3 separate regions of the Sus scrofa genome follow, and all the other regions are linked to region 3. A link is a contact called in public Hi-C and HiChIP or PLAC-seq data. All regions are on one chromosome and are shown on one strand. The core of a region is the stretch at or near the end of the contact, and the rest is flanking DNA. Distances in the headings are between cores, read along the strand shown. Region 1 holds the start of THEMIS2 (protein THEMIS2). Region 2 holds the start of XKR8 (XK-related protein 8). Region 3 holds the start of RPA2 (replication protein A2).

Region 1 (2,700 bases), core at 154-2,653, 35 kb before region 3:
CTCAGCTCTTGCAAACGTCTCTCTCCTTCTTTATCTTGCTGGGCCCAGCAGAGACTCAGCAGCTGTTCACTAGGACTGAAATATACCCTTCGAGGCTGCAAAAACACACACACTGGAGTTCTTGTTGTGGTGCAGTGGTTAATGAATCCAACAAGGAACCATGAGGTTTCGGGTTCGATCCCTGCCCTTGCTCAGTGGGTTAAGGATCTGGCGCTGCCGTAAGCTGTGGTGTAGGTCACAGACGCGGCTTGGATCCCCCGTTGCTGTGGCTGTGGCGAAGGCCAGCAGCAACAGCTCTGATTTGACCCCTAGCCTGGGAACCTCCATATGTTGTGGGAGCAGCCCTAGAAAAGGTAAAAAGACAAAAAAAAACAAAAACAAAAAAAACCCCAAACAAAACACACACACACACACACACGCGCGCGCGCGCGCACACACACATGCGCGCACACACACATGCGCGCACACACGCACACACCGTTTGACCCAGAAATTCAACTTCAGGAATCTAGTGCAAGGAAGTATTTTTCTGTCTAATGATTGAAGAGCAATTAAGCAAATAATTACACAGATAAGTGTAGTAGTCTTCTACTACTTTTAGAGTGACAAAAAATGAAATCGAGCTTTTTGCACAATATCCGTATCATCTCACTTAATCCTCACAACCAGCTCAGAAAAGATTCTTTCCTCCATTTTACAGATGAGGAAACGAAAACTCAAAAATTGAAGTGATTTGCCTAAAGTTATATAACAAGCAAGAGGAGGAGCTGGGATTTAAACCTCAGTTTGACTGTCGAGGGACAAGGAAAAGACTTATCTATTTCTTCTTTGTTCACTGGAAGTGGTTGGTCTCTTTCCTAAGCAGATTTTTAGCTCAAGGAAGAATTTTTCAGGAGAATTGTCCAGAGGGTAGAGCATCCTGGAAAGGTAATGAGTCCCCAGTGAGTAGAGGGCTTGGAGTGTCCCGCAGAGGGATTCAGGCGACCTGACGCTCTACCTCCCTCCTCAGACTCAAAAGGCAAGGCTGCTCCTTTCCTGTGAGACCCAGAACTACTCGGCGCGGGCGGACTTCCTTTCCCGGTTCTGCTGTGAGGACCGGGGGAATGCAGGGGGCGGGGGGGTTCCTTCATCTTCATCCTCGTCCTTCCTCCACGATGGGGTACATCACTGACGACTGGGCACGTGGGGACCAGCTTTTATTTACTCAGAGCCTCTCGGGGGTCAGGTCCTGATTTGGACCCTCCAAATCGTGCCACCAATGTGAGAGCCGGGTCCTGCAAACCCCCCGTAGAGGTCGGGGAACCTGAGTCCTGGAGAGGGAGGCGGCGCGTGCTGGAGCGCAAGGTCGCGGCCCTCACGCCCCTGGGCGGGGCTCTGGCCCCGACTCCGCCCCGCTGGGCCGGCCGAGGGGAGGGTGCAGGGCCCGGCGGCGGCGAGCGGGCCACTCGATCAGGTCCCGCGAGCTGCGCGGACCATGGAACCTGTGTCGCTGCAGGACTACGTGCGCGCCCTGGACCCCGCCTCCCTGCCGCGAGTACTGCGGGTCTGCTCGGGTGTCTACTTCCAGGGTGAGTGAAGGGCCGAGACCCCTCCGACCTCCCGACCCCGCTGCGGATCAGGTTCTCTCTTCCAGAGCGTTAGAAACCCGGGACGCTGTGCCCGGGGTTCGAATCCCGAAGCTGCCGCTGCCCAAGCTGTGTGCTCTGGGGCTACCCTGCAACTTCTTGGGGACACGGTTTTTTGCTTCTGAAGGGGGTTGGCCGACCCCGGTGATGGGACTTCAGTGAGCACAGATACTCAGGGGGGTGGAACCGAACCAAGCTGGGGTGGAACGGCGGTGCGCAGTGCTTGAGGTCGGACTCTGTGGGGTCGCAGCCCTAGGATGTTGGCGACGCCGAGCTTGATTCTGAAGCGACAGGTCAGCTCTCCCCTACATGTGACCTCCCATTCCTTCCCCTTCGACACCTGTCTACGCGGCCTTCCTTCAATCCCTCCATCCCGTCTTTGCTCTCTGCTTGGCTGCTTGGCAATGGATAGTATTTGATCTGATCAGCTCTTCAGGTCTCAGCTTAAATGACTCCTCCTCCAGGGAGTCTTCCTGGGTCTCTCTGCTCCTTGCCTGAAAGGGATTGACAGGCCATGAAGGGACAGGTGGCTGCTCTGAGGGTGAGGGAGGAGCTGTGGTCAACTGAGTGGGGAAGTGGGGGGTGGAGGAGAGAGGGAAGCTAGAGTCTGGGTGGGCTGGTGGGAGGCTACTTCCTTAGAGGGCAAACTTCACACCAGTACCCTGCCCATCCTGTTCCCTCCACCCTCTCCCTTGTTCTGCACCGCAGATCAAGAGTGATACATGCTGGAGGGCCCCTCACGGGAGCAGGACAGGCCACCACACCATAGCATCTTGCCAGGCCCACTTGGGAATGTAATGGGTCTGGGTTCGAAAGCTCTTGTCTCTCTGGGGGCTTCCTGCAGGCATCTTTGATCTATTTGCTCTCCTTCCAACATCCCCCACCCGCTGTGTGTCACAATACTTGGTTTCCTCATTTTGCCTAATGAGAAGTGGTGGGAAGTGGCGGAAGGGGGACGGTAAGAAAAGAGCTAGATGGGGTGTGGGGGAGCTAGAGGAGGGCCGATGGTGATACCCGTGGGGCAGGTGGCCGTGACCGACACTCAGCCACTACCACTCGACACTTGGCAGCGGTT
Region 2 (2,700 bases), core at 136-2,635, 39 kb after region 3:
AGCTTGCCTGATGAGAAAATGCACAGGCCATGGGGTAAAAAACCTGGATTCCAATCCTGCCTCAGCTCCTGAACCCCTGTGGAATGGGACCCTGACCAAATAAATTAACTTCTTTTTTTTGTTGTTTTTTAGGGCTGCACCCGCGGCATATGAAGGTTCCCAGGCTAGGGGTCCGATCGGAGCTGTAGCTGCCGCCTACACCACAGGATCCGAGCCACATCTGCAACCTACACCACAGCTCAAGGCAACGCCGGATCCTTAACCCAGGATCCTTAACCCACTGAGCGAGGCCAGGGATGGGACCCGCCTCCTCATGGATACTAGTCGGGTTTGTTAACTGCTGAGCCACCAGGGGAACTCCCGAAATTAACTTCTTTGGGACTTAGCTTTCTCATTTGTGAAACGAGGATAATAAGTACAGTTAGCTTACCAGTTTCAATCAGAGAATGTCTGCCAAGCATACCTCGGAAATAGTTAATGCTCAATAACTAATAGCACTTATGACTGGGGCTGTTTAGAATCTGGGGGGCGAATGCAAGGTAGAGGATTAGGGGCAGAAGCGGCCAGCTGCTCACGGCCTGTCTGCTTCGCGCCCTTCTGCAGGACATGGTGACCTACTTCTTGAACCTGAGCCAGGCGAACGAGCAGGGGACACCGCGCTGGGAGCCTGAGTACCGGTTGACGGAGGCCTACGGGGTGCCGACGCAGGGGCCGGTTCCATGCACGCGGCGCTGGGCCGCATAGCCAGCAACAAGGACGTGCTGCAGCGCTACTACGACTACAACTCGGTCAGCTACGAACCGCAGCCCTGCGATGAGGCCTGCCGCGTCGAGCACGTGTGCGCGCTGCGCGAGGTGGCCTTCGATGCGTACGCCGCCTGCCTGCGTGACCCCGGCGTCGCGCACGCGCCCTGCCTCGCGCTCCTGCTGGCGGCGCTGCTGGGCCTGCGCGCGCTGCTCCTGCGGTGGTGACCTGGGGCGCCGCAGGTCGGATGACAGGTCTCGCCTGAGGAAATGGGGGCAGCATCACTCTCGAGTGCTGGACTTTTCCACCCTTTCCCTCGCGTTCGCAGAATGAACTAGGACGGACAGCCGAACAGGAAATGATGCACCAAATGCACCACCAGAAGCACATTTCTTTCAAGTTCCATTTATCCAAAGCACAATGCCTGTCGTGCATATTAGTCTGTGCATTATTCCTTTTAATTAGTAAATCATGTTTAAAGCAACTCCCATGCGCAGTTATTGAACGTCCTGCCCTCCTCCCATTCGGATAATCGGAGTAAAATGAGCTGCCAGGAAGATGCGCCTGGTTGATCCAGTGCCCTCGGTCTCCCCTGGCACACGGTCTGGACTCCAGCCATAACTGGCGAAGTCCTGCAATCATGGGTCGGAACCGGCCTTTGAGCTTTGCTGCTTTGTTTTGAAACAATGCAGACGGGAGACATCGCAGTTCTAGTCCGGGCGTTAATCTCCAGGCCATTTTCGCCTCCAGGAGCCTCAAATATGAAACAAGGCGATTAGAAGCTGCTAAACTAAGGGCATTGCGCCTCGGATGCTCGGTCTTCCAGCCCAGCGGTCCTCGGGGCCCTCAGGGCTTAGCGGGGTTCGGGATCTCCAGGGAGGTTGCAGCGCCAGGGACCGGTGGGTCGGCTGTTGCAGCGACCGCGGGGTCTGCGAGCTTGGCTCCTCCCCGGACGCTGCGGGACGAGGAAGTCCCGCCCAGCGGCACGGGTCTGGGCGGCCCGGAGGGCTGTGCCCGCCTCTTTCCTGCCACTGCGGCCCGGGGCGGGGAGGGAGGGTCCAAGCTCAGAAGAGAAGGAGCGGGAGAAGCTGGCGGGTCATGCCCTGGTCGCTCCACGCCGTGCTCTTCAGGGACCTGGTCCTGGGCGTTTTGGGCACCCTCGCCTTCCTGATCGACCTGGGCGCCGACCTGTGGGCGGCGAGCCAGTATGTGCTTAGCGGTCGCTACCTGTGGGCCGCGCTAGTGCTGGCGCTCTTGGGCCTCGCCTCGGTCGCGCTGCAGTTCTTCAGCTGGGTCTGGCTGCGCACCGACCCCACCGGCCTGCACGCGTCGCAGCCCCCAGGCCAGCGCCTGGCGCTGTTGCACCTCCTGCAGCTGGGCTACCTGTACAGGTGAGTGGCCCGCCCTCGGGGAAAGGGGAGGAGGAACGGAGGTCGGCGTCACCTCCCGAAGCTGGGCTGGTAGTAAGGTGAGAGCCTTGACCTAGGGAAGGGGGCGGAAAGGAGAGGACTGGGACCAAGGAGAGGCAACTAAGCCCCTCTTAGTTTAGGGGGCCGCTTCTACCTACAGGTGAGCTCCTGGTCCCTGATGAAAGAGAACTTTGACTGACAGCCCTCGGCGCTCATCGGCCGTACTCTTCCTGGCACAGGTGAAGAAACTGAGGCCCTGAGAGGAAAGGGAGGCACATAACTTGGGAGTCAGGCCTCTTTGGGGTCTGGTCCTGGCTTTACTCCCTGTGGCCTCATTCCTGCCTTTCTCTGAGCCTCAATTTTCTCCTCTGTTAAAAGGAGGTAGTGATCTAGAGAGAGTGTGCCTGGCAGGCCTGGTGTGAAGGGAAGAAGGGAGAGTGCCCAGCACATGCCTGACTGGGGTGAACTCTGTTGGGATGGCAACAGACCCCCAAGTTCCTTTCAGCTGTGGGCAGGGCCTTGGGCAAGTCAAGTGATCCCTCCAGGT
Region 3 (2,722 bases), core at 210-2,709:
TGTGCATTACAGGAGTTCCCGTTATGGCTCAGTGGTTAATGAATCTGACTAGCATCCATGAGGACGCAGGTTCAATCTCTGGCCTTGCTCAGTGGGCTAACTGCTGAAGCATACTTTTGAACGGTGAATATTGCCAGGATGGTAGAAAGTAAGCCCAGTCAACTACCAGCACACATGTCACAAAAGGTGGCAGCCAGCTGGTGGGCTGAGATTATGGCTCGACCACTCAGGAGCAGTGTGCTCTTGATCACATTTCTTTTTTTCCTTTCTGTTTTTTTTTTTGCTCTGCTTTTTAGGGCCGTACCCACGGCATATGGAGGTTCCCAGGCTAGGGGTCAAGTCGGAGCTATAGCCGATGGCCTACACCACAGCTCACAGCAACATCAGATCCTTAACCCACTGAGCGAGGCCAGGGATCGAACCTGCATCCTCATGGATCCTAGTCGGATTCATTTCTGCAGCGCCAGAATGGGAACTACCCCTGGGGCCATTTATTGAAAGCAACTCTGGGGCAGGCATAACTATATGTAATGTTATTAATCTCACAACAACCTTGTAAGATATGTATCATTAATCCCATTTAGTGGGTGCAAAACTGATTCCCAGTTTTGTAATTGTCCAATGATACCCTGCAAGCAGTGTCAGAGCAATAGTGGAACATAGATCTACTAGACTCCAAAGACCAGGCTCTTTCCACCTTATCAGATGACCTCATTACATTTCATTTAAAAATGACTTCCAGTATGTGAAGAATGTAAAATAGGCTACACATACAAGTTCGGTTTTTCCCACAAGACTAATTCATTAGTTATATTGGTAACTTTCAAAATAAAGCCAAGGAAACAATGTATGCAAAATTAGGAGACGTTTGATTTTTCAAACTTACAAGCACGTCCAGTTTACCACCCTTCCTTCCCCGCCTAAATTTTCTCACAGATGCGTTAGGAGCTTCAGCAGAGGTTAAAATAAAAAGAAATGCGCTTGCAACCTACAGATTTCTTTTCAGCCTGGGAAGGTGTCGGTGATCCAAAGCCCCCAGGGGACTGTGTGTAGCCGCCGGCTCCCCCAAAGGAGGAGCTGCTATAGCTTTCAAATCCACCTGGTTTTAAACAACAGCAGTATTAATACTTGTGCCACCCTCCAAGCCTCTGAAAAATCCGCAAGTCCCCCCAGACTTCACCCCAACCACTCCCAGAGTCTCCCTAACCTTCCCACCATCTTCCCTACGACCCGCACGCCCCCATCACCGGCCCTCGCCCGCCCCCTGCCGCCACACGCCTCCCCGGGCCCTCCCTTGCTAAATCCTTCTTGCGATTCTCATCAGGCGCCCCACTCATCATTACTATTCCACATCTTGGTCACTATTCCCTCAGTGTAGAGCTCCAGAAGGCTCCGGTCCGGTGGGTTAGCCGAACCCCCTCAGGACTCCGCTGTTGCAGCTGCGCTGTATCTACTTTTCGCTGGAGCCACAAACTCCTTCCCGCGAAGGACGGAGCCAATCAGAGTCCAGAGCGTTTCTCCCCTCAGCCAATCAATGCTTAAGAATCCCACGCCTTTTCCCGCCTTCCCGCGCCGAGCTCCGGAGAATGCGCACTTCGCTCCGGGAAGATCCGAAGCCTCTGCAGCCATCGTTACTTAGGGCAAAATAGGCTGCGGCTGCGGAAGGGAGACCTGAGAGATGCAAAGATAGGCCAGTGTCTCAAGAAAATAACCAATCAAGGAGTTCACTTGTGGCCCAGCAGGTTAAGGATCCGGAGATGGCTTGAGTCGGATCCCTCACCCGAGATGCTGTGGGCGGTTGCCCAAAAAGTAAAAGATGAGAACCAATCTGGATGATACTTCCACATCTCAGGCCGTTTAATCCCACCCCCGGCAACTGACTGACACTTTACATCACTTCCTTTGTTCCGTGTCTTGTTTCGTCCAAAACCTTACCAATCGAGTGATGCCTCCTAAAGCGTTATAGTAGTAGGACTTGCCATTAGCACAATATATACACATACGGGGAGCTCAATGTAGTAATTTCATTGCACCTCGTGGGGTTGCGTATTCTTTTCCATAAAGAGCCAGGTTCAGTTCTGGTATTGCCATCCCGTCGTCCTGATTCTCCGCAGAGAAGCTGTGAGAAGCCTACAGTCTTTTTCCCAGAATGGCAAAAGATCTGAGGATGACATCCCCCCAACCTTTCTGTCCCCACCCCAGTCTAGTCCGGATCCGTATCCTCGGTTGCTTCAACTATTCTTCATGTAATACGGTTGTGTCCCTCTTACGTTTTTCTTTTCTTTTTTGTGGTCTTTTGTCCTTTTAGGGCCGCACCCGCGGCATGTGGAGGTTCCCAGGCTAGGGGGTCTAATCAGAGCGTCTGCAGCCTACACCACAGCTCACAGCAACGCCTGATCCTTAACCCACTGAGCAAGGCCAGGGATCGAACCCACAACCTCATGGCTCCTAGTCGGATTTATTTCTGCTGCTCCAGGACGGGAACTCCGTGTCCCTCCTATGGAGAGTGGAACATGTCTGTCAGTTCTTTGCTCTAAATACTACTACACTGTTAGGAACAGATCCTCATTTATAATTTAAAAATATTTATTGATATCTCTTGTTCCAAGCTTTGTGCTGGCCACTGGGATTCAGTGGCAAATAACGAAGACATGGTCCCTGGGTTTCTGGGCCATTGCATTTCCTTTTGCTAAAACTGCAGACACTTTCTTCTCTCTCTCTC

What was found. A called contact is a pair of places that touch in the nucleus more often than the background predicts. HiChIP or PLAC-seq counts read pairs in DNA pulled down with a chosen protein or histone mark.
Region 1: an H3K27ac HiChIP or PLAC-seq map of alveolar macrophages shows a contact between it and region 3. The contact joins the promoter of THEMIS2 here to the promoter of RPA2 in region 3. A contact is called at or near these places in 1 of 5 promoter capture datasets (liver), 21 of 47 Hi-C or Micro-C datasets (alveolar macrophages, blood, brain and 10 more) and 1 of 2 datasets of contacts at active chromatin or transcription factors (alveolar macrophages).
Region 2: a contact with region 3 is called in a Hi-C map of skeletal muscle, with 2.1 times the contacts expected there. The contact joins the promoter of XKR8 here to the promoter of RPA2 in region 3. A contact is called at or near these places in 3 of 47 Hi-C or Micro-C datasets (mesenteric adipose tissue and skeletal muscle) and 2 of 2 datasets of contacts at active chromatin or transcription factors (alveolar macrophages and skeletal muscle).

Annotation. Positions count from the first base shown.
Region 1 is chr6:85,009,476-85,012,175 of Sscrofa11.1, forward strand. It overlaps THEMIS2 (protein THEMIS2), which reads left to right and starts at 1,404. Exons shown (of 5, transcript XR_002344949.1): 1 at 1,404-1,568.
Region 2 is chr6:85,083,256-85,085,955 of Sscrofa11.1, forward strand. XKR8 (XK-related protein 8) reads left to right here and starts at 1,386. Exons shown (of 3, transcript XM_003127736.4): 1 at 1,386-2,135. The coding sequence starts at 1,555. It overlaps SMPDL3B (acid sphingomyelinase-like phosphodiesterase 3b), which reads left to right. Exons shown (of 9, transcript XM_003127737.5): 8 at 604-700; 9 at 703-1,228. The coding sequence ends at 971.
Region 3 is chr6:85,044,440-85,047,161 of Sscrofa11.1, forward strand. It overlaps RPA2 (replication protein A2), which reads right to left and starts at 1,460. Exons shown (of 9, transcript NM_001244942.1): 1 at 1,344-1,460; 2 at 993-1,099. The coding sequence starts at 1,353.